Linked DNA regions of Ovis aries: region 2 is linked to region 1. Evidence: chromatin contacts called from public Hi-C data. All regions are on one chromosome and are shown on one strand. Each heading gives the region's core, a stretch centred on a gene start, on an enhancer-like site or on the middle of the called end of the contact. The rest is flanking DNA. Distances are from core to core; before and after follow the strand shown.

The links. Hi-C and Micro-C count contacts between places; a contact is called where the count stands out from the background.
Region 2: a Hi-C map of muscle shows a contact between it and region 1, with 3 times the contacts expected there. The contact joins the promoter of CITED2 here to the promoter of HECA in region 1. A contact is called at or near these places in 8 of 16 Hi-C or Micro-C datasets (blood, hypothalamus, mixed tissues and 3 more).

The regions. Positions count from the first base shown.
Region 1 is chr8:64,126,592-64,130,714 of ARS-UI_Ramb_v3.0, reverse strand. It overlaps HECA (hdc homolog, cell cycle regulator), which reads right to left and starts at 1,411. Exons shown (of 4, transcript XM_027972500.3): 1 at 1,031-1,411. The coding sequence starts at 1,301. LOC132660207 (a long non-coding RNA gene) reads left to right here and starts at 1,081. Exons shown (of 2, transcript XR_009601531.1): 1 at 1,081-1,856.
Region 2 is chr8:64,321,714-64,325,812 of ARS-UI_Ramb_v3.0, reverse strand. It overlaps CITED2 (Cbp/p300 interacting transactivator with Glu/Asp rich carboxy-terminal domain 2), which reads left to right and starts at 2,135. Exons shown (of 2, transcript NM_001308562.1): 1 at 2,135-2,359; 2 at 2,824-4,099. The coding sequence starts at 2,832. The coding sequence ends at 3,653.

The DNA.
Region 1 (4,123 bases), core at 162-2,661:
GTTCTTCTAAGTGCAGGTCACCAGTTTAAAAAGTAAGTGATCTACATAAAGAAGGGCTTTGGAAGCTGAAACCTACAAGTTAAAAGTCAGATATTAGGAACCCAATCTCTCTTCATTAAAATATACCTATATTCCCTGCTCTGAAAACCTGCTTGACCAGAGGAATTCAAAGAACTGCCCAAGTCCGAAAAAGTGTTTGCCCAGCACGCTGTAAGACTGTGTCTCTGCAGTGACAACGGCAATCTTGTGGTATCTTCACTATTTCTTAAACGCTCTCTCAAAAGGTGCATTCAGGTTATTAAGCTTCCTCCTAAAATGTGAAGTAGAATTAAATAATGATTTTTTTTTTAACTCCGGGCTGAGAACGGAAGTCAAGTTCAGATTCTCTTCCTTCCTCAAGCGAGCAGAATTAAAGAGCACACCCCCGCCCCCTCAGCCCAGCGACACACACACACACACACACACACACACACCCTACAGTAAAAATGTCTCGGGGCCTCTTCACCTGTGGCAGTCGACACAGCAAGCCCTGGTCGGCCGGGATTTGAGGCTCCCCTTCACTCAGGGGAGGGGAAGGCGGGTGGGTGAGGGGAGCACAGGGAAGAAGGAACTGGTGCCTAAGTTTCCAATCGGACCATTCTTCTCAACTTGAGCAGCTCTTTCTTCCCTTCCTTCGTCCTCCCTGGTCTAGAGCACACACTCGGCTTTGCCAGCGCGAGCACAACGGGCAGGGCCCGAGGGGAGCGCCGCCCCGACCGGGGACCCGAAAGCCCCTCGGAGTTTGGGGCGCAGGCTGCCCGAGGCGCGCGACCGGAGAGCCGCGCGGACACCGAGCCAGGGCCGGCGATCGATCGCCGCCGCCGTGCGTGGGGACCGGGAAGGGGCAGCCGCGGCGGGGCGGAGGGGCGGGGTGAGCACTTCCTGACTCTCGCATTGTCCACGCATCGCCCGCGCCACCCTGGGCCCCGCCGCCGCCGCGCCGTCCCCGTCGGTGAGGAAGTTGGCGCTCGCCTGACCGGACCCGACTTACCGTTCTTGGCGTCGCCCGCGGCTGCAGCCCCCGCGGCGGCCGCGGCGTTGGCGGCGCCCGGCCCCGCGCCTCCCGCGCCCGCCGCGCCCCCGGTGCCGGGTGCGCCCGCCGCCGCTGCTCCGCAGCCGGCCGCCGCCGCCAGGGCCCCCCCGGCCGCGGCGCCCGCCGCGCCCGCCACTGCCAGGGCCCCGGCTCCATTTTCCTGCTCGTCCCCGCTGCTGTTGGCGCGCTTGTTTTTGCGGCCGCCTTTACTGTTTTTGGGATTGGGCATCTCGCGAGCGTCCAGGTACCCCGCGTCGGTGAAGGCGGCTCCCAGCGGCGCGACGCCGGGTTCGGGAGGCCGAGAACGGAGGGCGCGGGCCGGCGGCTCCGCTGGCGCCCGTCTAGCCGCGCGGCCCGCGCCGCGCCATCCCGGCTGCCGCGCCCTCCCCGGCTTCCTGGAGCCGGCGCGCGGTCACCCGAGGCTCGCAGCCGCGCGGGCGCCGCGGGCTCGGGGCGCGAGCAAGAAGCTCTCCAGCCGGAGGGAAAAGGCGGGTCTCGGGCTTGTTTTGATTCGGCTTCGCTGACACGCTCTGGCCCCGCCCCTCCCGTGACGACACTGGGGATTCGGCCTGGCCGCACCCACTAGGTGACCTCATGGTGGCCTGGCCCGCCCGCGTGACGTCACGCCCCGCGCTGAGCCGGCAGCCTTGGAGTGACGTCATCGGGGCGCCCGCACCCCGGGTCTCCGACTGCACCTGGGTGCCTGAGGACCTACCTTCCTGAAATGGCCCTAAACGCCAGTCCAGTGGCATCTGGAGTTAGTCGGAGGCCTTCTGACCTGCATGTAATTGAGGCTTAGAACGATATGATCGGGAGAAAATGGGGGTGGGGGGGTGACCAGAACAGAATTGGAAAACAAAGGGTTTCTAATTAATCATACATCAAAAGGCTCTGCCATTCAGAAGCAATTGTAGATTCACTAATTAAAGAAATCGAGTCAAGTTCCTAGAAAATGAGAAAGGACAGAAGAGTCCGTGAATGGAAGGCCGTCACAGTCTAGTGGTGAAACCGCTGGTTCAAACAGAACCCACCATCCAGGGATGATACTAAACGTCTCCAGGGACGGAGAAGCAGGTTCTTCTTGGAGGGGACACCCAATCTCCGTGGACTGAGTTGTCCTGAAAGCCCGGCGGCCACTGTTGTGAGCAGGTGGAGAGCAGAGGGTGACACCAGTGATAAGGCAGTGACTTGAGGGGCAGGGAACCCCAGGAACAGTTTCCCGTGGTCTCTTTTTCTGCAACTCTTTTTCGGCTTTTTTGAAGACTAGCTCCTTCCCACCCTTCAGGTCTCAGCTCAAACACATCACTTCCTTCACAATGATACAACTGACGCCATTCCCCAAAAGGGCTATCAGAAGTACCACTCATCCATCTCTAATTAGGTTGTCAATGTATATATGTTTATTTATTTCCTGTCTATCTGCTTCTCAAATGAAAGTTCATGTAGGACATTTTATCTGTCTTGGGCACCTCAGCAGGACAGCTGGCATGTATTTGTTGAGTGTATATGTTCTTTTGCCATGAACTGTGGAGGGAAAACCATGTTAACTGACAATTTACAGTTCTCCCTTCCTATACAGTGTGATCTTCTTTAATTAACCCAGCTTTCCAGTAAAGAATCTTGGAACTCTGCTCAATGTTATATGGAAGTCTGGATGGGAGGGGAGTACGGGGGAGAATGGATTTATCTATATGTATGGCTGAGTCCCTTTGCTGTCCACCTGAAACTACCACAACATTTTTAATTGGCTATACTCTAATACAAAATAAAAAGGGTTTAGGTTTTTTTAACTTTTTAAAAAATCTTTAGTTGTGTTCTGAAACATAAAGAGGTAGACAGGGAAGTACTTGCCCTGTGTTTACGTAATGGGGAAACTCCCTGGGAATATTGGGCATTCATAACAGAGCCAGGAGCTGCAAGAGAGCACACTCAGGAGCAGGTTGGACTTTCCAGGAGGAAAGTGATGAATCTTTTAATTCCCTAATTTTGCCAGAGGAGAGTTGATTTCCTTTGCATAAGGAAATCAACCCTGAATATTCACTGGAAGGACTGATGCTGAAGGTGAAGCTCCAATATTTTGGCTACCTAATCTGAAGAGCCGAGTCTTTGGAAAAGACTCTGATGCTGGGAAAGACTGAGGGCAGGAGGAGAAGCAGGTGACAGAGGATGAGATGGTTGGATGGCATCACCAACTCAATGGACATGAGTTTGAGCAAACTCTGGAAGACAAGGAAGGACAGGGAAGCATGGCATGCTGCAGTCCAGGGGGTCGCAAAGAATCGGACACCACTTAGTAACTGAACAACAACAACAATTTTCATGTCTATTTCTCCTTCACCCTGATTTCCCTAAGCAGTTGGGGAGGCAGGATTGTCTATCTTTCTAACTTTGCAGAGTCTAGCATAAAGCCTGACCCACAGTTAGTGTTCGATAAAATTTTGTAGAATGGATAATGCCTAAAGCATTCTTCTTCTGGCTACATTCTTCTGAACCTTTCAGTCTCAGCTAAATCATCAGTTCTCTGGGATCCCAATGTACTCCCTGTACCTTGCTCACAAGAGCTTACACACAACATGGAAATTGCTTGTTTACTTGTCTCTTGCCTGGGCCCACCCCCTCCCCTGTCCAGACGATAAGCTGTGTGATGGCAGAAGCTATCTCTCTGAGGTGTCACTGTATCCCATGGTGCCTAACACAGTGCATCGTACACAGTAGGTATTTAGTAAGTGCATGACAAATACATGAGTAAGTAAATGGACAAATGCTTTGAAGGTAGATTCGGCAGGATTTGGTGGCCATTTGGAAGTGAGGGATGAAGGAGAGAGGTAAGAAATTCTGAAAATTGAGAAAAGGATGGTAGTTAATGAAATGAAGACTTCAAGGGGAGGCTATTGGAGTGGAGGAAGATAGTAGTTAATGTAGGCCATTACACTTAGATTAATTTCATTACTGATTTCCCTCCCTAAATGTGGCTGAGAGATCTCAAAATATTTTGGTGACTTCAGCTTTGACCTTTTTTTCTCTTTAAGGCTTTTTGGGTTTTTACTTTTA
Region 2 (4,099 bases), core at 886-3,385, 190 kb before region 1:
GGATGGAGCTGCACCTTTCCTTAATGGTTTCAAGGGGAATTTAGATTAGACATTCAAGAGCCAGTCCTTGTGTCGCAAGACACTGCAGTACAAGGAAGGGAAGTAAACAATCTATCTGGCAATTTTTGAATGTGGCAGGGGCAGGGGTGGGGAGAGTTGACCAGTATTTTTGAGTCTATTTTTTTAATAGAAAGTATCAAGTTTGTTGTTGTTGTTTTCTCAAGCCTCTGATTCTCTAACTGCAAGCCCATGACCTACAGGTATAAGTCGTGGGTAGACAAGAGATCAGGGGATTCTTGCAACCCAAAATGCAATGTGCTCCTGTGCACAAGTCTCCAAAAACCAAACATATTTTGAGGTTTAAAAATTATTGCACGCATGGTTATAAATGATGGAGGGTGTGGAAAAGGAAAGAGAGGAAGACAGTAACAATGTTTAAATCCATATATTAACTATTCTACACACATATAACTGAAGGAAGACAGAGGGGTAATAGATTCAAATAATCAGGATTTGCTCTCTTCTGCAAATTCCTGAAAGGGGAAATGTATCAGAATTTCCAGTCTTCAAAAAGGGCCTTTAAAAGTCCTGTGAGCAAGATGGGAGAAAAAAAAAGGGGCGGGGGGGGGGGGGACTTGCTCTTCACAGCAGGAAGTCGTCAATGGATATCTAGTTATGAAGAAACAACTCTGAACAGAAGTCCTTATTCGGAGCGCTAAACTCACTTTTACCACATAAAGAGCAATTTAAAAGCTCCGAGCAACCTCATCACGGTGTTGGGGAAACAATTCGGCTTCCCCATTTGAGAAAGCAAGAGAGCTCCGACTGGGTAGTGGCCCAGGCCCGCGTTAGGGCTTTTATTTGCAAGTCAATGAGCCAAATGGACGACCAGGCTAGTTGTGCCGCGTTCTGGGAAGCAAGGTTATTATTATCGCCTATTGGCCCACTGAGCAATTTCACTGAAAAGGAAGAGTCCCAGCAGTGTGTGTGCGCGCGCGGTGCCATACGGGACGTGCAGCTACGTGCCCACCTCCAGAACGACTTTATTTACAAAGCGATTACCATGTTATCTATTTGTTTTCCTTTTCCAGCTTCAGCAGCCTTACTCAGCCCTCGAATTTCTTAATTACAAACCCGTTCGCTTCTAAATCAACCCCAAACCGTCAGGCAGAGCCCGGAGGGAGGCTGTGCAAGTTTGCACACACCCCCACCTCCCGGATCAAGGGCAACAGCAGAAGCAAGAAACTGTGTATGTGCAAAAAGGTGGATCTGGGGACGAGGATCGCTGAGTTTGTTTACAGAGCAGAGACGCCTCAGCTCGGATGCCAAAGCTACCAAGAGCTGCAAACGCAAACTTAGCAGAAGCACACGTACCCCGAGAGCGGCGAGTTGCCGCGAAACCGCGGACCGGATTCCCAGGCGCTGGAGCGGAGGCGGCCGAGCCCGCGAACGCGCTCGGTCCACCTGCAGCGGCTGCCGCTGCCGCTCCCCGCCCCCAGCTCCTGTCCTTGAAAGGAGTGGAGGAAATGCATCTACACGCAAAATGTCTAGATCAGGTTTACCTACTGCTCCTATAAAAACACAAAGGCACAGTCCAGGAAAGCGCGCACAGGGGAGGGGGCATTATTTGCCCGTGGCTTAAAAACCCACTCTGGTAAACACAGCCATTCTTTGCAACCTGGGTAGGCTTTTGCAAAGCCGCGGAGGCAGAAAGGCACTAAACAGGGGGCGCTGTGTGAACCCTATTTTCCCACAGAAAGCAGCCCAGGTCGCTAGGTGAGCTCGAGGTGGGGATTCGGCCAGAGGGGGGCGGTGAGTTTTCCTAGTTTCTCTCGCGGCGGGCGCTACCTTCGGGCTGAGAGTCCAGGGAGGACTTTCTGTGCCGGGGGAGGTCTGGCCTGGTATTTGTGGGCCGAGAAGAAACCAGAATCGGGGGACAGCGGGGCGGCGCCTGGGCCCTCAGGCTCTGCGCACGTGCCTCCGGCCGCGGGGACGCGGCTGCCCAGCCCGGTCCCGCGTGCCTGATGTTCCGGAATCCGCGTTTGCCAGCCGCCCGCTGGGGAGGCTCTCGCTCCGCCCTTCCTGAAATCCCTTATATTAACTGTGGCCAAAGCCCTAAGAAACACAGCTCATTGTTGGCAGCTGCCGGGCGGTCTCGCCGAGCTGTGAGTGCAGCAGAGGGGAAATAAAAGGGAACGGCTCCGATCCTGCCCCAGCGGCTGCTGCAAGACTTCGGCGCAGACTTCGCGACTGTGAGCGCCTTGCACGCCAGGAAGGCCCCCTCTATGTGCTGCTGAGCCGGTCCTGGACCCGACGATCCCGCCCTCGGTCTTCGGAGCAGAAATTGCAAGGACGGAAGGTAAGTGCGGCGGGCGAAGCTGGCTGGGGCTCCTGCCAGGCCAGTCCTCCGAGGGCTGGGTTTGCCCGGAGGAAGAGCGCGAGGCGGAGCTGGGGAATAACAACAGGATGTGCAACAACAGGATGAGGAGGGCTGATTTAATGCCTGAAGTTCGCGGCTGGGCTATGGGGCACTTCCTTTATTAGGCGACTTCGGGGAGCCAGAGGGGGGTGTGGGCTTGGGTGCCCCGCCGGATCGCAGGGAAAAGAGCTGTTTGTGCAGCGCGCAGATCTTCTGTTGTGGATGGCAGGTCTTCCTTGGTGGGTAGCCCGGGTGCACAGGCTCCTAGTGGGATTTTCGGGATGAGGATTCGCAGCTGAAGTGCGTCGGGTGAACCTGGGAGCCAGGGGCGAGGAAAAGTGGGGTGCGCTGTGGTGGGCGACACGTGTGGCGCGGGTCTTACTGTCTGCCCTTTTCACTCGCAGGACTGGAAATGGCAGACCATATGATGGCCATGAACCACGGGCGCTTCCCCGACGGCACCAATGGGCTGCACCACCACCCTGCCCACCGCATGGGTATGGGGCAATTTCCTAGCCCCCATCATCACCAGCAGCAGCAGCCGCAACACGCCTTCAACGCCCTGATGGGCGAGCACATACACTACGGCGCGAGCAACATGAATGCCTCGAGCGGCATCAGGCACGCGATGGGGCCGGGGACTGTAAACGGAGGGCACCCCCCGAGCGCTCTGGCCCCCGCGGCCAGGTTTAACAACTCCCAGTTTATGGGCCCCCCGGTGGCCAGCCAGGGAGGCTCCCTGCCAGCCAGCATGCAGCTGCAGAAGCTCAACAACCAGTATTTCAACCATCACCCCTACCCCCACAACCACTACATGCCGGATTTGCACCCTGCTGCGGGCCACCAGATGAACGGGACAAACCAGCACTTCCGAGATTGCAACCCCAAGCACAGCGGCGGCAGCAGCACCCCCGGCGGCTCGGGCGGCAGCAGCACCCCCGGCGGCTCCGCGGGCACTTCGGGCGGCGGCGCGGGCAGCAGCAATAGCGGCGGCGGCAGCGGCGGCGGCAGCAGCAGCAACATGCCCGCCTCCGTGGCCCACGTCCCTGCTGCAGTGCTGCCGCCCAATGTCATAGACACTGATTTCATCGACGAGGAAGTGCTCATGTCCTTAGTGATAGAAATGGGTTTGGACCGCATCAAGGAGCTGCCCGAACTCTGGCTGGGGCAAAACGAGTTTGATTTTATGACGGACTTCGTGTGCAAACAACAGCCCAGCAGAGTAAGCTGTTGACTCGATCGAAACCCCGGCGAAAAAAAAAATCAAATCCCCCAACTTCTTCGGTGTGAATTAAAAAAAACATTCCCTTTAGACACAGTATCTCACTTTTCAGAGCGTGAAAGGTTTGAGAACTTGGAAACAAAGTAAACTATAAACTTGTACAAATTGGTTTAAAAAATTGCTGCCACTTTTTTTTTTTTTTTCCTGTTTTTGTTTCGTTTTTGTAGCCTGGACATTCACCTCCCTTATGTAGTTGAAATACCTAGCTAACTTGGTCTTTTTTGTTGTTTGTTTTTACTCCTTATTTCCTCACTTTCTCCAGTGCTCAACTGTTAGATATTAATCTTGGCAAACTGCTTAATCTTGTGGATTTTGTAGATGGTTTCAAATGACTGAACTGCATTCAGATTTATGAGGAAAAGGAAAAATTGCATTAGTTGGTTGCATGAACTTTGAAG